Regions from separate parts of the Triticum aestivum genome. Here region 1 is linked to region 2. A link is a contact called in public HiCAR-type data. All regions are on one chromosome and are shown on one strand. Each heading gives the region's core, a stretch centred on a gene start, on an enhancer-like site or on the middle of the called end of the contact. The rest is flanking DNA. Distances are from core to core; before and after follow the strand shown.

Region 1 (5,613 bases), core at 1,964-4,463, 77 kb before region 2:
GGACGACAACTTCTTGTGAATTTCTACCCGTGCAGGCAGCAAACAAGTTATCAAGGTCAGGAGAAGAAGGCGAGACAAACCTCCTCATAGACTGGCACAGAGAACATCCAGGCGATGGTTCCAACACACGCGAGCATTGTCAGCATCCCACCGATGTTCAGGGCAATGTGCAGGTAAGCACCCACGGCAGATGAGGCCAGGGCAAAGCATAGGGTCAGGTAAACCTGCAGAAAACCCAGCAGAAATGAGTCACTTGAACTATCCATAATCAATCTGATAACAATTGTAACTCGTGATCGTGATCAGCTTCCTAAAATTTTGGAAGCTTTTATGGTTCTCCAGTAGATGCTATAACGATGACCGTGATCGAGGGAAGTACTAGCTGCCCAGCCCACGTTTTACTATCACATCAATGATTGAGAGAAAATCAATCGCGCGGTTCTAGAGTGGTCTGATCCCTACCGGTGCCCATATCTGCCACGCTCTCTCTCTCTCTTTTTGTTCACATCACACAACAAGAGCTTGCAGGAGCGAGCCGCCGCCGCATGGAATCGCCTCTTTTCATCATCGATGGATCAATCTATGTTATGATTTTTGTTTTGCCATTCTTTTGCTGCATGCTTATTTGTATGTACTCGTGTGTTTAAGGCTGATTTGTCCTTTGCAGCCGTTCCAACCAGCCATAGCTCTTCTTTGGCAAAGAGGTCCACAGAGAAGAAGGCTCGACGACGACTGAGCGTAAAAAAAGATAAAATTCCGAAGCAGATCTCCAAGACAACATGTACAGCAGACGGCAAAAAAATATCTTCAGAAGAAAGACAAGAAGTAAATCGTCAGCCAGGCACAAGTTGGATTTTCATTCGGCCTTGTCGGCTTCTTGTATTTTTTCTGAAGGTATTTTTTTTGCCGTATACTGTAGATGTTGTCTTGAAATCTGCCTCATAATTTTATCTTTTTTGACACTGAATCGTCCTCGAGCCTTCGCTTTGTACCTCTTCTTTGGTGAAGAAAAGCTATCCATGCTGGTTGGAACGGCTGAAAAGGAGGTGAGGCCCTAGTCCATCGCGAGAAACAAATCAGAGAGAGCGGGGCAGATATGGGGGATCAGACCACTCTAGAACCATGCGATGGGTTTTCTCTGGATCGTTTACGTGATCAGTGATGCATATTTTAGGTTTACTTGCCAACCGTAACTCGTGAGGGGAAAAAAGGAAAGGAAATCAGAGAGAACTGCTAATAATTATATGGCATGATGAAAAGCGTCCAGTGCATTATGATTCTACATTTCATAGGCGTACGCTGCACAAACTGTGACCCGTCGTCAGGTAGCATTCCCCGAATTTTCTGTACAGAGCGGCAGAATTGGCACCTGGTGTAATAATCTCCAAGACTAATCACCACAGCAGGTCAGCAACTCCCAAAGGCCCCAGCTAACCAACCAACCAACGAGATCGACCCTAAAGCTAATAATCAAGCGGGGGGACACAATCCGGCGCAAGATGGAGCTCCAAACCACCAAATCGGCGGGGAACGAACCATCCAGCACTAACAAACAGCACAGCACCGACAACATTGCAACCGCGCCGAACGAATCCCCTCCCAGGGAACCCGCACAGATCAACGACCCGCACAAAAATTCACAGTCGCGTCGCGTGCGCGAAACCCTAGAACTACATATGTACTGGCAGTTCCCGAAATTCAGGAAATAGCAGGAAATTGTTAACTAGAGCACCTCATTCATGAAATAGGGGAAGGGAAAACTTAACTACGACATGCAAGCATGCAGTTTCTGGCAAGGGTTCAGACACGCATCCACGGCAACTAGCTAGAATAAACAAATCTACAGCCAAAACTATGCCCAGTCAAGTAGCATCTGTCGAATTTTGTAGCACCAGTGGAATTTTCTGAATGGAGTGCTAGAGGAAACGACAGGATTAACAGCACATCAGTTGAATTTTCTGAATGGAGTGCTAGAGGAAACGACAGGATTAACAGCACAAGAATTTCCCAAGCCAACGATATCATATCCATTATGACAAGGACGCTTGGTACGAACGTGTAAAACCGAAATTGTTGCATGACTAGTACTCCTACAACTGTTGGTTGAAGAAACGAGGAAAAAGCAAGGGAAAAGTAACTGGTAGTCATAATTGTGACACGAACGGATTCAGTTCAGGCAGAATTAGGTGACCCCGACCATTAAACATCCATATCCGATCTGATAACGACATAAACGGAAATTACTACTACCTGCCATGCGTAACTCAAGAGAGGAAAAAAAAGGGAAGGAAATCAAAGAGAAGTGCTCATAATTATGCATAATGAATGATGAAAAAAAAAGCATCCAGTTCGTGGCCATGGTTCATTACGATTCTACGTTTGACAGTAGCATAGCGTATACACAGGCAACTACCTAGCGTATACTAGGGAAATCAACGCCTACCCCGTCATCAGGTAGCATTCCCCGAAATTTCTGAACAGAGCGGCAGAATTGGCGCTTGGGATCTCCAAGCGAACGCGATTGAGCCAGCAGCTCCCCAGGCCGCAGCTAACCAACGAGATCGACCCTAATGCTGATAATCCAGCCGGGGAAACCTAAATCCGGCGCGAAATCGAGCTCCAAACCGCCGAATCGGCGGGGAACGAACCATCCAGCGCCGGCAGCATTGCAGCCGCGCCGACCGATTCCCCTCCCGGGGAACCCGCCGCCCAAATCGACGACCCGCACAAAAATCCGTCGTCGCACCCCGTGCGCGAAACCCTATAACCACGTACGGACCGAAAGTTTTCCCCAAATTTACCCGCATCGGAGGGAGAGAAGAGGGGGAGGGGGGCGCGTACGAGCTTGAGGTGGGACTGCACGGCGGGGGAGATCTCGCGGAAGTTCTTGAGGGAGTCGTAGCCCCAGCCGCTCGCCGCCGCCGACGAGGTCGAGTAGAAGGCGTCCATCTTCCCTGCGCGTCTGTCGAATCGGAGCGGCCTCGCCTCGCACGCAAGGTTGTTCCTCCCTGTCCTGTGCTTGTGCTTTCGCGTGGATTTTTCTCCTTTTCTTTTCTTCTTCTTCCGCTGCTTAGGATGGATGGATGGATGGATTTCGAAACCGGTGATGGGATGGAAGGGGTGTGACGCGGAGGGGGAGGGATATATAGGGTGGTGGTGGCCTGCTGGGGGATGCGGTGCTGCGACGCACGCGTGGACGATTTTGTTGGTTGATTCGCGTGGAAGGAAAAGAGAGGGAGGAAGCGGCGTGGTACCGGTGCGGTACTTGTCTCGAACTTGTGTCTGGGTTGCCCGGTCCGTCGCGAGGGCGCCAGAAGCTTCCGGCCGTCGCGTCCTGTTTTTTTCCATCACGTAACCGGAAGCAGGGGCGGTGTTTCACGTGAAAACCCTGGGCATCTCCGAAATACCGAGCCACATGCACCACATCTTTAGCTTGACGAAGTCACCATATGCGCAGTAGTAGTCGACGGCAACGTCCCCTCCTACCCAACCAACATCGCTGAAAAAGCTTGAAATGAATCAAAAAAATCCGTTTTCATTAGCTTCAGTTTCTAGCAATGTACCCGCAAGGTGGTGGCAATAACTTGTTCTTGAGGTGAAATCGACGACGCGGTGGTGGACATGGTGATAATGTTTTGAGATAAGGCCTCTCGACCTTGAGGATGTCTAATCTTATGCTGCTGAAAATAGGATCGGTGTTGTCAAATTTGTTCGGCCCTCTTTTCTCTGAAAAAAAGAGATATGTTGCCTCTCTTTGGATCTTGGGAGCCGGTGTGTTAATTAAGAGAAGCGGTTAGTTGGTAGTCGGTGTAGCGATTTCAACCTTTTTTCTTCAAAAAAGAAAAATCCATGTGTCCTCCGACCCTGATCTGGTGGTAAAGCATTTCAAGTCTATGTCGTGTGGGGTGATGCCTCAGCTGATGTTCCTTCAGCAGTTACTAAATCTCGTTTCTAGCTGAAGCGGGTATTGTCATCAAAACCTATGTATGTCAACAGTGCTTGCAAGTGTCCCTTTTTCTTGAAGTCGGTTCAGCGTAATTTTCAAGCTTTAGAGGGGGCAACGTACACAATGAATAAAAAGGCGAGCAATATGATTCTTGATGTAATTCTTTTATTGGTTGCTTTTCATTGTATTGTCTAAATTTTAAAATTAAATGCCAAATATAAGTAACTTTGAAAATTACCTTCATTACTCATATCTCTTCAAAACACGGTTGAACTACGTCCTAGTGCATTAACAACATCCCATTTAGGGCTGTACTACACACTTCGGACTGCGGTCACTTCGTTTTGTTTTATAATTTTGAACAAATACAAGAAGGCAAGTACATACTCCAGCCTCTACCTTCTGTAAATGTCACCCTGTAAAAATGTCAACTAAGCCCTTCAAACCATATGGTTCTGGAAAGAAAATTAGCATGCTCCTCCAGGCCATTGGGTTGACCAAGGAAGACAACGCACACATCTTGATCAAGAAGAATGGCCGACCCAGAGCTGACCATGTCATATCCTGATCGCTCGGCAAATGGATCACGCCGAGCGTCCACACGTACGTGCACGTAACTACGTACGTTCCCCGTAGCCTTGGGCCGCACGAACGTCACACCACCACCACCTTATCCCGGGGCCGACGGCGACGGATCGGTGCCGGATGACGCGAACTCTCGATGCATGACCAATCCGGTCGCGCCACGTGGCGGGAATACGGTAGACGTCCTCACGTACGTGCGGGAAGCTTCGCGGCAGAGCGGGGCCGGCTGGTCGCTGGGGCGTCGAACCTTTTTTTTTTTCTGATGAAAGCTTGGCCGCGGCGTCGAACTTGCTCGAGCAATGCCTGGCGCTTTCCGTCTCTTCCAGAAGCTTGGACCCCGCCGTGCAGTGGGACACCGTGGGACCATGTACGGTGGGGCCAGTTGGAATTAATTCCCTCACCGGCTTGGGTGACAGCTTTGTAATTTTAACTCGTACTACTAGTATCTAAGATTTTCTACCGTGAAAAAAGAAAAGAAAAACTCGTAAGATTTTCTTTTGGACGAACTCTCTGGCTAGTTTGAGTACGCAAGCAATGTCTGGATCGAGCAAGAAATAATACGCACTTGTGTGTCTTGAACTAGCTAAAGTCGTGACATAAATAAATTCTGATCTTGATTACTCAATAGCTGTAATCTCGCTCGCTCGCTCTCGTTTCCTTTCCTTTATACTCCCTCTGTCCTAAAATAAGTATCTCAACTTTATACTAACCTTAGTATAAAGTTGTAATTTTATGACAAAGGAAGTATAAAAGTTTCATCCCTTATCGAAAAGTCAACTAATCGGAATCAAAGTCAGTGAAATACATGACACCGGGAGTATGGAGAACTTGGCGCGTGCAGATATAGAAACCAAACTATCTATAGGCTTGTCTCTTTTCCTGTACTACTAATTTCATCAAGGTGAAAATGAGCTCTCCTTCTCCTTTCAAATAACGGAGGTGCAGGGGCAAGAGAATAGCCGCCTCCTCCTCCAAAAAGGCTAGGGACCCCGCCTCTTGCTGACGCCGCGGCAAGTCCGCCTCGTCTCTGGTGGCCCTAGGGGCCATGTGGGCACGGTGGATTCTGACAAAGGCCGGTGGGA
Region 2 (5,604 bases), core at 2,311-4,810:
TAAAAAAAATGTCCATGCCTATGTAGATAATGCATATTTTGAATGATCAAAACACTGAAACATCAAACACGATTGATGATGAAAAGCTGGTGCAGATCGAGACATATGTCTGCGCAAATGATTTGCGAAGTTAAATCAGGAATTCAGAACACAGTTAAGTTCAAGATTAAGTGATTTGCAAAAAAAGGCTATAATTAAGTGACTTCTACTATTATAGATTGAGATTTCACAAGTATGTCCAAACAGTAAAGGCAGAAAAGTTGGAATGATTGGTAGGTCGCCATCGTTTATATTTTCCCCACTACTTACAAGTATTGACCAGGTACGACTGAGATGCTTATGGAAAATACGCACATAAATTCTATGCAACTTCTTCAGAGTGACCTACTATCAGTTCCCACTTTCCACAAAATTTCGAGGCATTTACGGTTCATCTTGGAGAAGACAAATGTAGTTCTGGATCATGGAAAATTCCTGACAGTGACTTGCCTAAGTACTAAATCAAACAATGGCGGCGGCACACTCATTTCGCTTTCATGTGGTTTCAGTTGCTACACCCTTTTTCTCCTGTTGATCGAAAAAATCTCCCTTTTTTCACCCTTTTTATTTGCGCCTATTGTACAGGTGGCCAACCACTTCTGAGAAATTTCTCAAAACTAGACAAATTCGCACCAGGGTACTACAGTATCAGAATTGGCCCTCACAGTGTGCAAACACACACGTCAGTCATCGGAAATTTGACGGGCTAGATGTTTATCAAATGATTGAACTAGTGATGTGCACACATCAGTTGTTGGAAATTTGAAGGACACAGAGTTTATATATTTTCCAACACTTGTGCACATAAATTCCATGCAACTTCCTCAGCGTGACCTGCTACTAGTTTCCATTACATTTCCTGCATCTGCCATTCATCATGGATATGATAAAAGTAGTTTTGCATTATGGAAAATTCCTGATCATGACTTAGTACAAGACTCGGCAAAACATGGTGGCGTGGCAGTACATATATTTCGATTTGGTGTGGTTTTGATTGCAACCGTTTTCTTCATTTTCTACCTCTCTGTTTCTTAGTTTTCACCAGCTTTCGAAGTGGCTGCACACTTCTGCTCAGCATAGCCTTATGCTTTTTGGAAAATTCCCAAACTTAACCAATTTTCTACCACAACTACCACAGTTTCAGAACTGGTACTCACAATGTGCATATTCACACATCATTCATTGAACTTTTGAAAGGCAAGGAACCGAATACAGGAATATCATTGGTTTGCAGAGAAAAGACAACAAACCTCGTAAGTCACCGTACCACCTAAAGAATCATGCTGACGCAACGTAACATTCGAAATCACACCATTAGCAGACAGAATGCAGATCGCCCTTGGACCTTGTTGGGAGAAAGATATAACCTTCATATTAATATCCTGATACAACAAAACAAAGAGAGTAACTAGTCATGGCATGAAAAATTGTATATGAAATTCAGATAGAGCTAAATTCAAGGTAATGGGGTTTCATGGTATCATACCTCACCGGTAGCAACATTCAAGATATGAGGTGTAAAATTTGCGCCAGAAGCACACCCTACCACATCACCTGTTCATGAATACAGAGCCTCTCAGGATAAAGGTAGATAATCTTCAGGAGATTGTGCATTTTGAATATTCAACAAGCATTAATGTTTATAAGCATGAGGTGGAATAACAATGTCTTCAACAAATTTTGATCAGATGTTAGGTCCTTGAATAATGTATAGTTATTACGAACAATCAACAGCCATCACCATAGAAGCAACAGTTCAGTTCTTTTTCTTTTTTTGCGATGTAGCAACAATTATATTCGATCAATGCACCCAGACTAGTGTTTTCCTCTTACACTAACTCTCCTAGAAAAAATGTATTGGTGACCACTTTCAGAAAAGCACCGGAAGCAACTTCACATATAGTTTTCTCTGAAACAAGATGCTTAGAAGAGGCACCTTATATGCCATTCAAACCATTGCCTTTGCAGCAAAATCCATTACCAAAAATTATATTCAGACAACACCTACTCATCTGCAAACCAAGTAGTCCGATGGATATAACTAGTCATACGAGTTATTTCTACAACTACAAGTAAATATACAGGCCCTGAAATCAAAGGGCACTTCTTCACTTTTAACATACAGCTCCAGACAGTGGCACACAAATGCTCCACACCTAAGTTCTGCACCACTGAAAACAGAGTTGCTGGACAGGTACACTTGGATATACACTTGTCATAACAACTTGCATACTACTAGTTCACAAGTGTTGCATAACTACTTCAGCATAGTCAGTCAGTCTCGATGATTCCCCGTGATTTCGCGCGATTTTGTTTGGCAAGATTTGGCCAAGTTAGGCGCGTGTTTGGTTCGGCGTCGCTCTTAGGGGCAAACAGAGCATCTGAAAGGTGCTTGGGTCTTTCAGTTCACCTAGACCTACCTAAGACTAAGACCAGATGGTCCCTGTCCCTCGGTCTCTTCCTCTTGGTCCTGGCTGTCTCTCTCAGCCATCACCACATGACACCACCCACCCAAGCCCCGGATATGTCCATCTAATCTGAACTAAAATAATCGATCAATCATTGTAAAATGCTGCGGCCTTGGATTCCGATTTGAGACGGACGAAGATCGCACGAAATTACGGAGATTTTCTCGGAAATTTGTTAGGAGCAGTACGACTCACAACTCTGTATGATGATGATGGATAAGTGAGGAAGTGAGAGGGGTTCCGGTACCTAGGGGCGGCACGAGCTGCTGCGTCGGGGCGGCGGCGGCGGCGGCGACGGATGAGGACATGGGCGCGGGGGGCGGCGGCGTGGAGACGACCACCGCGGGGGTCGGCGTGGCGGCCGTCATCGGCATCGCCACCACGGGCGCCGCGCGGCTGATGAACCCCACGGGCCGGCCCCTGCCCCGCTTCATGGCGGCCCCCACGGCGGACGCGGGCGTGTAGTGCCCCCCGCCGGAGTCGTCCGGCACCGACGCCGAGATCGGCGTCGCGTTCAGCGGCCGCAGCAGGCCACCGTCCGGCCCGTACTTCCTCGGCCGCCCCCTCTTCCGCTTCCCGTCCCCTCTCGCTGCTGCCACCACCGCCGCCGCCGGCGCAGGAGGAGGAGGAGAAGGAGCAGGAGCCGGCGGCGTCGGCTCCTTCTTGGTCTCTGGCGCAGGCTGCGTCGGCCCCTTCTTGGTCTCTGGCGCAGGCTGCGCGGCCGCGGGCGGCGCCGGCTCCTTCTTGGTCTCTGGCACCGGCGGTGAGGTCTCCATCGCTGTCTCCATGCCAAGCGCTACTTTCCTCCTCGCCGGGACGCCTCGACCATCAGACAGAGACCACTCTCCGGTTCTCCACACGAGCACCACGATCAAAGCAGCGGCGGGAGGAGAAGCAAACTCGAACCAAAAGCCCCAACTCCGACGTCCAAACCTGAGTTCCAGAAACCAACCGGTGTACTTCTCCGGCGATCCGGCCGGCCGGCGAGGCACTCAAGAGCAGGAGAGAGACAGGGGATAGAGAGAGAAGGAAGAAGGAAACGAACACAGACAGAAAGAGATGGCAAAGAAAGAAATGCAGAGAGGAAATAAAAGAGATGGAATTGGTTTTTTTAATAAATACAAAATTAAACTGATAATCTAAACAAAGGAAACATTTATTGCAAATGGGTGGAATATTTTAAAATATTATATGATTCTTTCTGTATTTTTTTGGGTTGGTGAACCGGTTAATTAATAGGGAGGGGAAAATGATGGTGGTGGGGGTTCATTATTTAATTGTTTTCTTTTGTTTTGTTTTAGTCTAGGGGCAATTGTTTAATCTTGGTGGTGCTAATTTCGAAATATGCGGTGTGACTGGGGATTTGTTTATGTTTTTGGGGCGCTTTTTTGTGGTTTGGTCATCTGAATTGTGAGGAATTGGAGACAGGTGAGGGAGAGTTTTTGAATGCTGCCCACTTTAATTGTCCCTTTTTTTTGCGGGGGGCATTTTAATTGTCATTTGTGTGCACACACAAATGTATCTCTATTCTGCTTTGGATTTTACACACCATCAATCTATTTTAGAAAATTATACATACTTGGTTTTGATAACTTTTCTCCATTTGACGTTATATAAATTAATATGTATTTTTGCTAAGTTATCTATATTGATATAAAAGCACAAGTTAGGATGGTGCTATATCTATATATGTTTGGTTTGGAGAATTTAATGTGGGCAAGTGCACAAAATGATGTATCTTATCATTTTCTTCTTCCACATCAGTATTCAAGAGAAAAAACTATACAAATAAGAAAAATGTACTTTGAAATTCTAAAGAAATCACTTTTAGTGTTAAAATTTGGTTAGTGAACCATGCTTTGCAAGTGCAGGGTTACTATTATGTTTCTAACTGGGTCATATATGTGGTTTGTATTGAAACTGTCATTGTTTTCACAACTACATATATGTCTAAAAGTAAAAAAAAAATCAGTTACCATAGGACAAATTTATTAAAATTGCTTACTTACTGATATTTTTCTAAAAATGCCGGCTGTTTCTAATATGTAGTATCACAAAAGCACTTTGATGAAAAATATGCAAACCATCTCCCTGTGATTTCCCTAAATATTTTGTAAATGGGTTGTTAGGTAAAAAGGATTGGAATTATGCTTGACAATGGGGTAATTACATTAAAAAAATGCATGGAATTAAAAATAATCTAAGTCATGTATAAAGGTGATTGTGTGTAGAGGAATAACTTTATCAGAAATGCTAATGTATGATAGTTACTCGAGAATTCGAGGTAATCAGTGGCTTGTGGTTCCATATATGTTTAGTTACGATAAAGATTCATGAAGCCAACTCAATTTCTGCGGAAATTCAAAAATCCAACATTCATCACGGACCTAAGTTCCTAACCATCTCATTTGGCTGGTTTGAATTTTGCAAACGGCTGGCCGGGTCTCTTGCAGATTTTCTTTTGCTACACAATCCATCTACCTTTTGTTCACCACTGGAAACAATATTTAAAAAATGTTTGTCAAATTTATAGAACTTGTACAAAGCACAATAGGGTTGGGCATGTGATAGATGCAGCCCATAGTTAGGTTCAGAATATTTCATGTATATTTTAATCTAACTCAAGTGGTAGCCTATGGATAAGAACGATTTGGGTTGCCACTCTGTATGCCATTCCGTCCCAATGAAAACCAAACGGCATGTATGATCTGAACTTGTAGAAACTTTCAGGTGTCTTTTGTAAAAGAGCATTTTTATATGGTCATTTCTTTTTCATGGACAATTTTATAACCCCCTTCGCGATGAGAACATTATAATTAATAAATGTATAGGTGGTGGATGGAAAGCAAAAGTATAGCTTTATTTTTCAATCTAAAAATTCCACGGATTTTTAATTGAGTACTTAGTGGAAAAGGGCCTCTCGCCCACCCACTGAACAACCTATATAGATCAATATGAAAAATATTAGATATAGACTATTGAAAATACATTAAAAATATCTTTGCAACTGCAAGATGGATCTGTTCCATTTTACCTATCCAGATTAATCTGATCAATGTTATCGACTAGCTAATTAATTGATTAAGTCAATTAGTAC

What was found. HiCAR-type assays count read pairs that join an accessible place to other places.
Region 1: a contact with region 2 is called in a HiCAR-type map of leaf, with 4 times the contacts expected there. The contact joins the promoter of LOC100271911 here to the promoter of LOC123143489 in region 2. A contact is called at or near these places in 1 of 5 Hi-C or Micro-C datasets (leaf) and 1 of 1 datasets of contacts at active chromatin or transcription factors (leaf).

What each region holds. Positions count from the first base shown.
Region 1 is chr6D:55,721,541-55,727,153 of IWGSC CS RefSeq v2.1, reverse strand. LOC100271911 (BAX inhibitor 1) reads right to left here and starts at 3,213. Exons shown (of 6, transcript XM_044562425.1): 1 at 2,842-3,213; 2 at 81-224. The coding sequence starts at 2,949.
Region 2 is chr6D:55,644,680-55,650,283 of IWGSC CS RefSeq v2.1, reverse strand. LOC123143489 (AT-hook motif nuclear-localized protein 2) reads right to left here and starts at 3,560. Exons shown (of 5, transcript XM_044562424.1): 1 at 2,755-3,560; 2 at 1,526-1,593; 3 at 1,290-1,421. The coding sequence starts at 3,295.